Linked DNA regions of Anas platyrhynchos: region 1 is linked to region 2. The links are chromatin contacts, called in public Hi-C maps. All regions are on one chromosome and are shown on one strand. Each heading gives the region's core, a stretch centred on a gene start, on an enhancer-like site or on the middle of the called end of the contact. The rest is flanking DNA. Distances are from core to core; before and after follow the strand shown.

Region 1 (4,199 bases), core at 1,108-3,607, 110 kb before region 2:
CCTAGAACAGACAAGTGGCTACTGAAACAAGGTCAATTTTAAAACTCTTTTTAAAAAGAAGCTATCAGGTCTCCAGAAAAAAAAGAAAAAAAAAAAGACTTGTTAAGTTAAAAATAATGTAAAATTCTATTTTTCCTAGCTCTTTATGAAATAGCATGATATTTTCATGAATTAAAATGTAGTAACACCTAAAAAGCCATAGTTCCTTGCTCGTGTGTAAGGATCCTAAGAATGGGGGCATAATTTGCTCTATATTTTGTGTATGCTGTCTTATGAGATTTTTTTTTCCTTTCACTTTTACAATGATATTAAGGTATCAGGCTTTTTTCCTAGCAATTTTTACTTTCATGTTCTTCAGCACTAGCCCATGGTAGCTAAATTTGGTTACAAAGACAGTGGGAGAATGTTTGTTTGCAATCCCTTTTGCTACCCATGGACTTTATTTTATTAGAAGGATTAGATTGTTCATAAAAGCTTTGAAACAAAACTGAACTTTAGATGGATTCAATCTGACATTATTCCTTTGAAATATAATTACATAATTTTCAAATAATTATTTTTATATTCTGAAAGCCCATATTTGAAGACTAAAGTGAAACATATTGAAGAAGAAATAGTGTGGTGATGCTTGTTTTCTTTTGCCATCAGGTCACTAAGCAGGATTTGTATGTAGAATACAACCATGTATGAATGTGTCAATATCTTTTAACCATGTGGTTATGCAACTGTATTTAGGTTTACAAGGAATGATGCTTCTCTGCAGATAAGTCCACATATGTCCTGAGGCACAGCCCATTTTGAATGATCTTCTTTTTTGTAAATTTGCATGTAGAAATTTGGTGGGTGTGAGCCCCAAGAAGATTCCTTGTCTGAGGTAGTAGGTGGACATGGTGTAGAGCACCTTGCTGTTCCCGGGATCACTTTTGTCTCTACCACCACTTTATTCCGTGGCATGTCCATTACAGAGAAGGGTGACTGACAAGGAGGGATGTTACCATCCCTCCCTCCCTCCCTCCCTTCCTCCCTTCCTTCTTTCCTTCCTTCCTGCTGTGGTTGAGAGGAGATACTTCTGTGTTATCCTGTTGGAGAAGGGCTGTTGGATGGCACTTTTTTGTGCGTTCTGTGGTGCAATGTCTGGATGTTTTTTCAGCAAGATTTGCCTTTGCCAATCCCACATGGCTGGCTGGGATGCCTGCAGAGGGTGTAGGTTCTCTCTTTAACTGTGGAAGTGCATGTAAGTCAAACCAGGACAGGTGACACTACTGGAAGGTGGGAGCATGAGGAGGCTGTTCAGAGTGCAAAGGTTGGTCTGAGGCTGCCTGTGCCTCAGTGGATTGGGCTCGGCTTTTATCTCCAAACCTCAGGTTTTGGAGTGCCTGCTCTGCCGGTGCCCCTCTGCCTCATGGTAGTATGGAGAGCTGCTGTGGTAGTGCGTGAGCACAGTGGTATCAGATGGGGAGAGAGGCAGCCCTGGTGCTGTCAGGCAGTCTTCACCAGAGATCTTATAAGGCTTCTTTGAACAAAAATTGGAGGACAGACCCTGCTAAAGTGTGGCCCCTGCATTTTCCCTCCTGAAACTGGGATAGCTCAGCCCTGGCTGCACAGGAAAGGCAGCCTGCCCAAAGCTGGTCCATCCGCACTGCAATCCAAGGGCTAGATTTGGACTGGATCACTACTGCTAAACCTACTAGCAGTGCTGAAAATCAAGGTGCTTTCCAGAAAGAATCTCCTTTCTCCTGGGTGCCCGATTTTAGGATAGCTCACTAAGCACGAGTGAAGGCTATAAGATTCATTTAAAGCTAATGACATTTTTTCAGAAAGAGACAGCACTTCTCTGGATTCACAGTCCTGCCCTGCTTCTTTTGCCTGTGAGAAATCTGCCCTTGTGTCCTCACTCTCTCTCTGCATGCTGTGCCCCTTAATCCTGCCCTGCTTTTACTCATGTTCTTGCCCCTCACATTGGCTGTGGCAGTGCCAGCAAGGAGATGAGGAAAATAAGCCCAGTAGAGCTCATTTAGTTTTGACTGTACTCTGTACTTCACCTTCTAATTTGGGATCACTTGTAAGAGACCTGTGGTTTAGTTCACACACTGCAGGACTGATATTCTGGGCAAAGTGCCTATTAGCACTATTGTCAAACTGTTGTGTGCAGGGTCTGCTGTACATATGGGGAACAGCCTTGCCTGTCCCCCATGCTGAATCTGGCACTGACTGGCTGATAATGGAAGGAAGCTGTGGGTACGATGGAGGTGATGCTGGGCCTGGTGCTTGTCAGCAACAGCCACAAGTCTGCGGCTGCTCTGTAGAAGCATTTAGCCAGGTGCTCACTGAACAGAACTGAGAACATGCTGGCCCTGGCTTGGGGAGCAGTGTGCCAGGGCCAGCCATTGTACAGGGTGAAGTGGCCCTGTGCTCCAAGGCTACAGCAGTTGTGCAAAACTTGCTGACTAGGAAATACTTCAAGGAATCACAAAAGCAGAACTGTTTGTCCAGCTCCCTTTTGTCCAGACACCCCTATCCCTCTTTTCTGCTCTTCCCTGCTACAGTACTCCAGAGAACAATGAAGGAAAACAAATGCAGGACCACTCCTCTTTACTCACAACATTACATCACTCACCATTGCTACATCAGGTGAGGTTTTGTTAATTTTTTCCTAACTAGCTGTAGCTGATAGCAATAACAACCGAGGTGATGTGAAGCTTGAGGCCCTCACCTGAAGCTGCTGATGGCCAGAAGCCTTTTGCAGCCAATGATGGGAGTCTCCATAGAAACATCCTGGGCAATAAATAGAGAGTCTCAAAAGCAGCAAACTCCTTTTAGCAGAAGCCCATGCACAAAAAGGGGCACAGATACACAGTGGTGTGTGCATGGAAATGGAAAGGTATATATACCCTGCAAGTCGAGGATGTGGGACATTTGGAAATAGCAGCTGCATGAGCAAGTATAGGATTTAAACACTGCTTTAGAAAACTACCATTTCCTTGAGATTTTGACTGCAAGACTGAGTTAGAGCAGGAATGTGTGATACAGTCCTGGTCTCAGCACAGCAGGAGAGGCTCATTCTGCCTGGCCAACTGCACCTGCCACCTCACAGGATGTGGCCCTTCCCCTATGTGATGGGCAACAGGGAAAGCCCTGACCTGTGGTGCTCTGTGCTGCAGCACCTGGGAGCTCAGCATGGCTTCTGTGGGAGCCCTATCTGTCCCCAGTCCTTTCTTGTCCCCTGCTGCCCTTCCTTGTGGCTTTGCTTTCAGGAGCTGGGCACAGGCAGGCCCCAGCTGATGCGAGCTCTGAGGTCCCTGTGCCCACCTGCAAAGTCCTGCAGTTAGGTTTTTTGTGGGGGAGAAGTATCCTGTGTCTGTTCCCTCCTGTCCCCTCAGTGCCTCCCTTCTGCCTTCCCAGAAGAGCCTGGATTCCCCTGGCTGCCTGCTTGCTGGCAGGTTGCTGGTGGGCTGTGAGCAGGGCAGAGGCTCTTGCTATCAGTTGGCAGGTTTGGGGGCAGCAGGCTCCTGAGACATCTCCTTTGGGACTGAGTCACCACATTGGCCAGGGTCTGGAAGGGACAGCTGAGGGTTTGGCTGCGCCAGAGTCATAGAAACCCTCATGGCCTAACCATCACAGGACAGAAAAGGTGCTGGGAGTCCTGGGCCAGGCCCTTGTTCTGTCCACTTCTTTTGGCTATGGGTATGGTTATGGGGGGGGTTTCCCTGTGATGGGGATTCACAGGGTCCAACACGTGGTTTCTGTGTGCCTGGGGTTGCTGCGCAGCCTTTCCTGGTCCTACTTCCTTGCATCTCTGTCACACTGGGATTATCTCCCTCTGCTCATGCTGCATCTGCTTCCTGGAATCTGAAATCCCCAAAATGCTGTTTCTCCAGTAATCCTTGTCATTAAAGGTGGCTCCTAAACTGAGCACCTCCTCCTCTCAGCACCTTGTTGTCCTTTTTAGAGAGGCACGCTTTGAGTTGGGCATGTGTGAGCAAATTAGATTTATATTCTGATACAGGTCACTACCACCCCGTCATCCTCAGCAACCAAACTCTAGCGTTACCCTTGGCTTTGGATTCTTTTGGATTTTTACTATTCCTTTTTTGAAGTGTGACAATACTTTCTCTTCCCCCTTGTGATGGTCTTGGAAAGACGCACGGCTATCGGTGACTGCTGTGTGTGTGGGAGAGGGCTTCTCTCCCATTGCTGGA
Region 2 (4,127 bases), core at 1,337-3,836:
TGCTGGGGCCAGCGTGAGCACAGAGCACTTACATTCTTCACAGATGTCGTGGGGGGTGCAGTGCCGCTCCTTGGTCCAGCTCTGCTGATAGTGTCCGCTCTCACAGCGGACGCAGACAGAGTCTTCTGTGGCATTGCATTCAGAGACCAGCTTTTCCCCTGCAAGTGTGGTAGGGGCAGGTAAGTGCTGGGAGGCAGGGGCAAGGGAGCCTTCCCCCTGCATGCAGCAGCTCTGCCAGCAGGATGCAGCAGCGCCGGAGGCTGTGGATGCCAGGGCTGCTGCGGCACATTTGTTCAGTTGCTGGATGCTGCTCCGGCAGCCAGGGCTGCAGGGGCCAGCACAGGGCTGGGCAGGAGGTGCTGGGGGCTGCAGCGGGAGAGTGGGGCAGGCGTTCACTGCCTCCAGCACGCCAGGGACTGGGAGCCAATCTGGCCATGCCAGCGGGAGCAGCTGTCCCTGCAAGCTGCCTGTGCCATGGGATCCTGCGGCTGCAGGAGCTCAGACTGTGCAAGGGAGCCCCTGCAGACTTGGTGAGGTGCGGGGGGTCTCAGGGCACCCACGAGGTCCCCAGCTGCTCCAGCACTAGGTGACAGCGCGAGGTGAGCCTGTGGGCACTGCTGGCAGGGGGGGCTCACTCGCAGCAAGCGGGGCTGGCTCTGGCCGTGGCCGTGCCGTTGGCTCTGGCACAGCTGGGCCTCAGGGGCCCGGGAAGGGGAAGGCGTCTCCGTACCTGGCTGACAGCGGTTGCAGCACTTGCCCTTGTGCTCGTACTGCTTATCAGAGCATCTCACGGCGTCACCAGGACCCCAGCACTGGAAGAGATGAGGTTTGTGAAATGACACTGCTCCGCCACGCTCCTGCACGGCCACAGCTGCTGGCACGCGCGTGCCACCTCATGTGCTCACCCACGCCCCGAGGTGAGGTCTTCCCTGCACCACGCTTCCCATGCCTGCACTAACCACAGACCGCAGCAGAGCCGCCCGCGCTGCCTGGTGCTACCAGTGCTCGCTTTGAAGTGGGATGGAAGCAGCTCTGGCAGGGTGGCCCCATGTTTCCTCAGATTTTCTACCAGGCTGCACATCACCTTGGGCCCCTGCCACTGCCCACAGCGCTGCAGCACTGCCCAGGGGGAGCAGCATCAACGGCGACCCCCGACCCAGCAGAGCACGGCCAGCCCCTTCCGAGGCCAATGCACCAGCCCCGGGGGGCAGCAGGCCCCAGGCAGGCAGGTCAGCTCTGCGCAGCCGCCCACCATCCCCCCTTGGTCCCCCCTAGCAGGGGGACTGCTTGCTCAGGGCAGGGTGGGAAGGGAGCAGGGAGCTGTCCTTGTCCCGGGGGCTCGGATCTCAAGCCAGGCAGGAGGACACCCGTGGCATTGTCCCTCGCGAGCCCAGCACTGCGCATCTCTGGCACTGGCTGCTCCTGGTGAGTCTGCCAGGCCCGGGGACAGGGAGGGAAGCCCAGCAGGGCCCTGGAGCAAGAAGGCTGCGAGGACTCGTAGTGAGGGAGGGCTGGGGGCCAGGCCCGCAGCAGCTCCATGCTCTGCAGACCCCCGCGGGGTCCCGCGGGCAGCCCTGGTGCCACGGCGCTGCTCTGCCCGAGGGGCAGCGGGGCCGGGGGCAGCGGGGCTCCGGTGTGGGAAACCTGAGGCTGCAGAGGGAACTGCCCCTGTCACCGTGCGTTTGTGACTTCGGGCAGGAAAGGGAACTGAAAGAGGTGCTCGGGCTCCCGGCCCTGCCCCTGCTCACACCGCCCAGCCCCCCGGGGCCCGTTCCGTGCTCCGAGCCCTCGAGACCCCGCGCCCGGAGCCCCCCGGCCGGGCTGCAGCCCCCGGCCCAGCGGTGCTCAGCTCTGCCCCAGCCCCTCCGGCACAGAGCGGAGCTGAGCCGGGGCGGTCCGCGGGGGGACCTGCCCTGCCCTGCCCTGCCCTGCCCTGCCCTGCCCTGCGCTGCCCTCTCCCCCTCCCCAAATTCACGGCCGCGCTCCAGACACCGGCGACGGGGGTCCCGGGGCGAGGGGAGGCGAAGTGCGGCGGGGAGGCGCGGATAAAGCCGAGCCCCGGGGGGAATTCCCAGCCGCAGGAATGAGGAACGGCGAAGCTCCGCGCTCGGCAGCCAGGCCCGGGGCGCCCGGCCAGGGTCTCTCCCCCGCAGCCTTCCCGGCACGGGGCTGGGCGATGGCCCCGGGCCCGCTCCCGTCGGGGCGGCAGCGCCGCCGCGGGGCCCGGCCGCGATCGGCGGGACCGGAGCGGCGCAGGGGGGAGCGGAGCGGCCGGACGGCCCCGGGCGCTGCCCCCCGGAGAGCCCCGCCGCCGCCGGGCACCGCGGGGACCCCGCTGCCCGCCCTGCTGCCCGCCCTGCTGCAGCGACCGCCCCGGCCCCGGCCCCGCTCCCCGGCCCCGCGGGGCGCCGCACTTACAGCCAGCAGCAGCGCGCACAGCAGCCCCAGCAGCCCGCGCCGCCCCATGGCCCGAGCCGAGCCGAGCCGAGCCGAGCCGTGCTGTGCTGTGCCGTCCCGTCCCGTCCCGTCCCGTCCCGTCCCGCGCCGTCCTGTGCCGCCCCGTCCCGTCCCGTCGCGGGCGGCGGGGCAGCCCGTAATAACGCCTCGGCCCGTTTCCGCCCAGGAAGGGGCCGCAGGGGCCGCCCATCCTGCAGTCACCGGGCTCCCGCCGCCGGCTCCCCGCGCCCCCGGGGACTTCCCCGGGCCGCGGAGCGTGGGCAGCGCGGGGCCGAGGGCAGCGCCGTGCGGGGGCGGCTGCGGGGACGGGGCCGGGGGCCCGGCAGAAGCCCCCCGGCACCACACTGCGGGCCCTACGGGCTCCAGCCCCGCGGTCCCGGGGCGGCCGTGCCCGGTGCCCGGGCTACGAGGCGGGGCGGGCCGGGGGCAGCTGGGGCAGCGCGGGGCACCGCGGTGCGGACACACCGGAGCCCGGCCGGCGGCTCTGCCCCGCCACGGCACCCGGCCCTGCCCGGGGTCCCGGTGGAGCAGCTGGAGCTCGGTGTCACTGCACGGCTCCAGGCGAGCGTCACGCTGCAGCTGGAGGGAACCTGCTCCTCGGCAGCTCCCTGCCAGCCTCCAGCTGCTGCCTGGGCTGCGCCTTCCTGGGCAGACGGGGTGCAGGCCATGGGCAGGACTCGGCTGTGGGCCATGGCCAGGGGAGTCTGTGCTGGCCGCAGTTAGCTCATTTCTGACACAGAAGTTCAAGGTTTCACTTCGTTTTCCCAAGGAAAGACAGTTCAGAGTAGTGGCCCTGGAGAGCCCCTTACTGTTCCCCCAAACTCTGGTGTCTGTGCGGAGTCCCCAGAAATACGTCAGCCAGAAAGGGGAAGAGGCAGAAGGCCTGCAGGGCCCAGCTGTGCCGCTGGCTGCCTGCGGCCTCGGCTGCATTTCCCTGGGGTCCCCAGAGCAATCCCCGGGGAAGTTCCAGGCTCCTCTGCTCTCGGGAGATTTCCCTGGATCCAGCCTGTGGTGCGTGCCTGGGAGGAAGGGGGGCTTCCAGCGTCCCCCTGCACCCCGCTCACACAACGGCACTGCTGCCCCGTCCCCTCCTGCAGCAGTGCCACCCACCCAGCCACGGCCACGTCACCCCTGCCCCAGCTGGGAGCCCGTCCAGCACCGGCTGCGCGTGCAGCAGGGCTCAGGCTGCCCCGGTGCCGCTGCTCCCCACGGGCAGTTGCCGGTGCCCCGTGAGCCAGCGGTGCCCGCTGTGCCGCTGCCCACCCGCAGCCCCTCGGGGCTCCTGCTGCCCGGCGGGGGGCTGTGTGCCGGGACAGCTGCGGGGCCGCGTGCTCTGGATTCCCCCCTGCCGTCATTTCCCAAAAGCGATCCGCTTGAGGGCACGAGGGGTCCCAGGGGAGCCCTGAGAGCAGACGCTGAGCGGCAACGGCGCGGGAGGGGATTTCTGGGCCCAGCGCTCGCCCGGGAAGTCCCCGCGAAGCCCTGAGCGCGCCAGGACAGGCCGCGGGCTGCGGGCGGCCCCGGTGCCCCCTGCCCGAGCCGGCGGGGACACGGCCCCGGCGGCAGCCCCCGGCCGCGGGGGGTCGCGGGGCACCGGGGTCGGGCCGCGCCGCGCTCCGGCCCGGGGAGGCCTCGGGGCGGGCTGGGGGCTGCCGGGGGCGCAGGGCCGA

What was found. A called contact is a pair of places that touch in the nucleus more often than the background predicts.
Region 1: a contact with region 2 is called in a Hi-C map of skeletal muscle, with 4 times the contacts expected there. The contact joins the enhancer-like site here to the promoter of CD40 in region 2. A contact is called at or near these places in 4 of 8 Hi-C or Micro-C datasets (F5 follicle, liver, skeletal muscle and 1 more).

Annotation. Positions count from the first base shown.
Region 1 is chr21:18,453,824-18,458,022 of IASCAAS_PekinDuck_T2T, reverse strand. All of the region lies in intron 9 of SLC35C2 (solute carrier family 35 member C2), which reads left to right. Among named protein-coding and RNA genes, the nearest start is that of CDH22, 21 kb to the right of the region's middle. Within about 2 kb of position 2,357, at least 1 of the 8 cell types and tissues checked has an H3K27ac peak or open chromatin away from gene starts, as enhancers often do.
Region 2 is chr21:18,346,465-18,350,591 of IASCAAS_PekinDuck_T2T, reverse strand. It overlaps CD40 (CD40 molecule), which reads right to left and starts at 2,586. Exons shown (of 9, transcript XM_027442951.3): 1 at 2,419-2,586; 2 at 731-812; 3 at 33-158. The coding sequence starts at 2,466.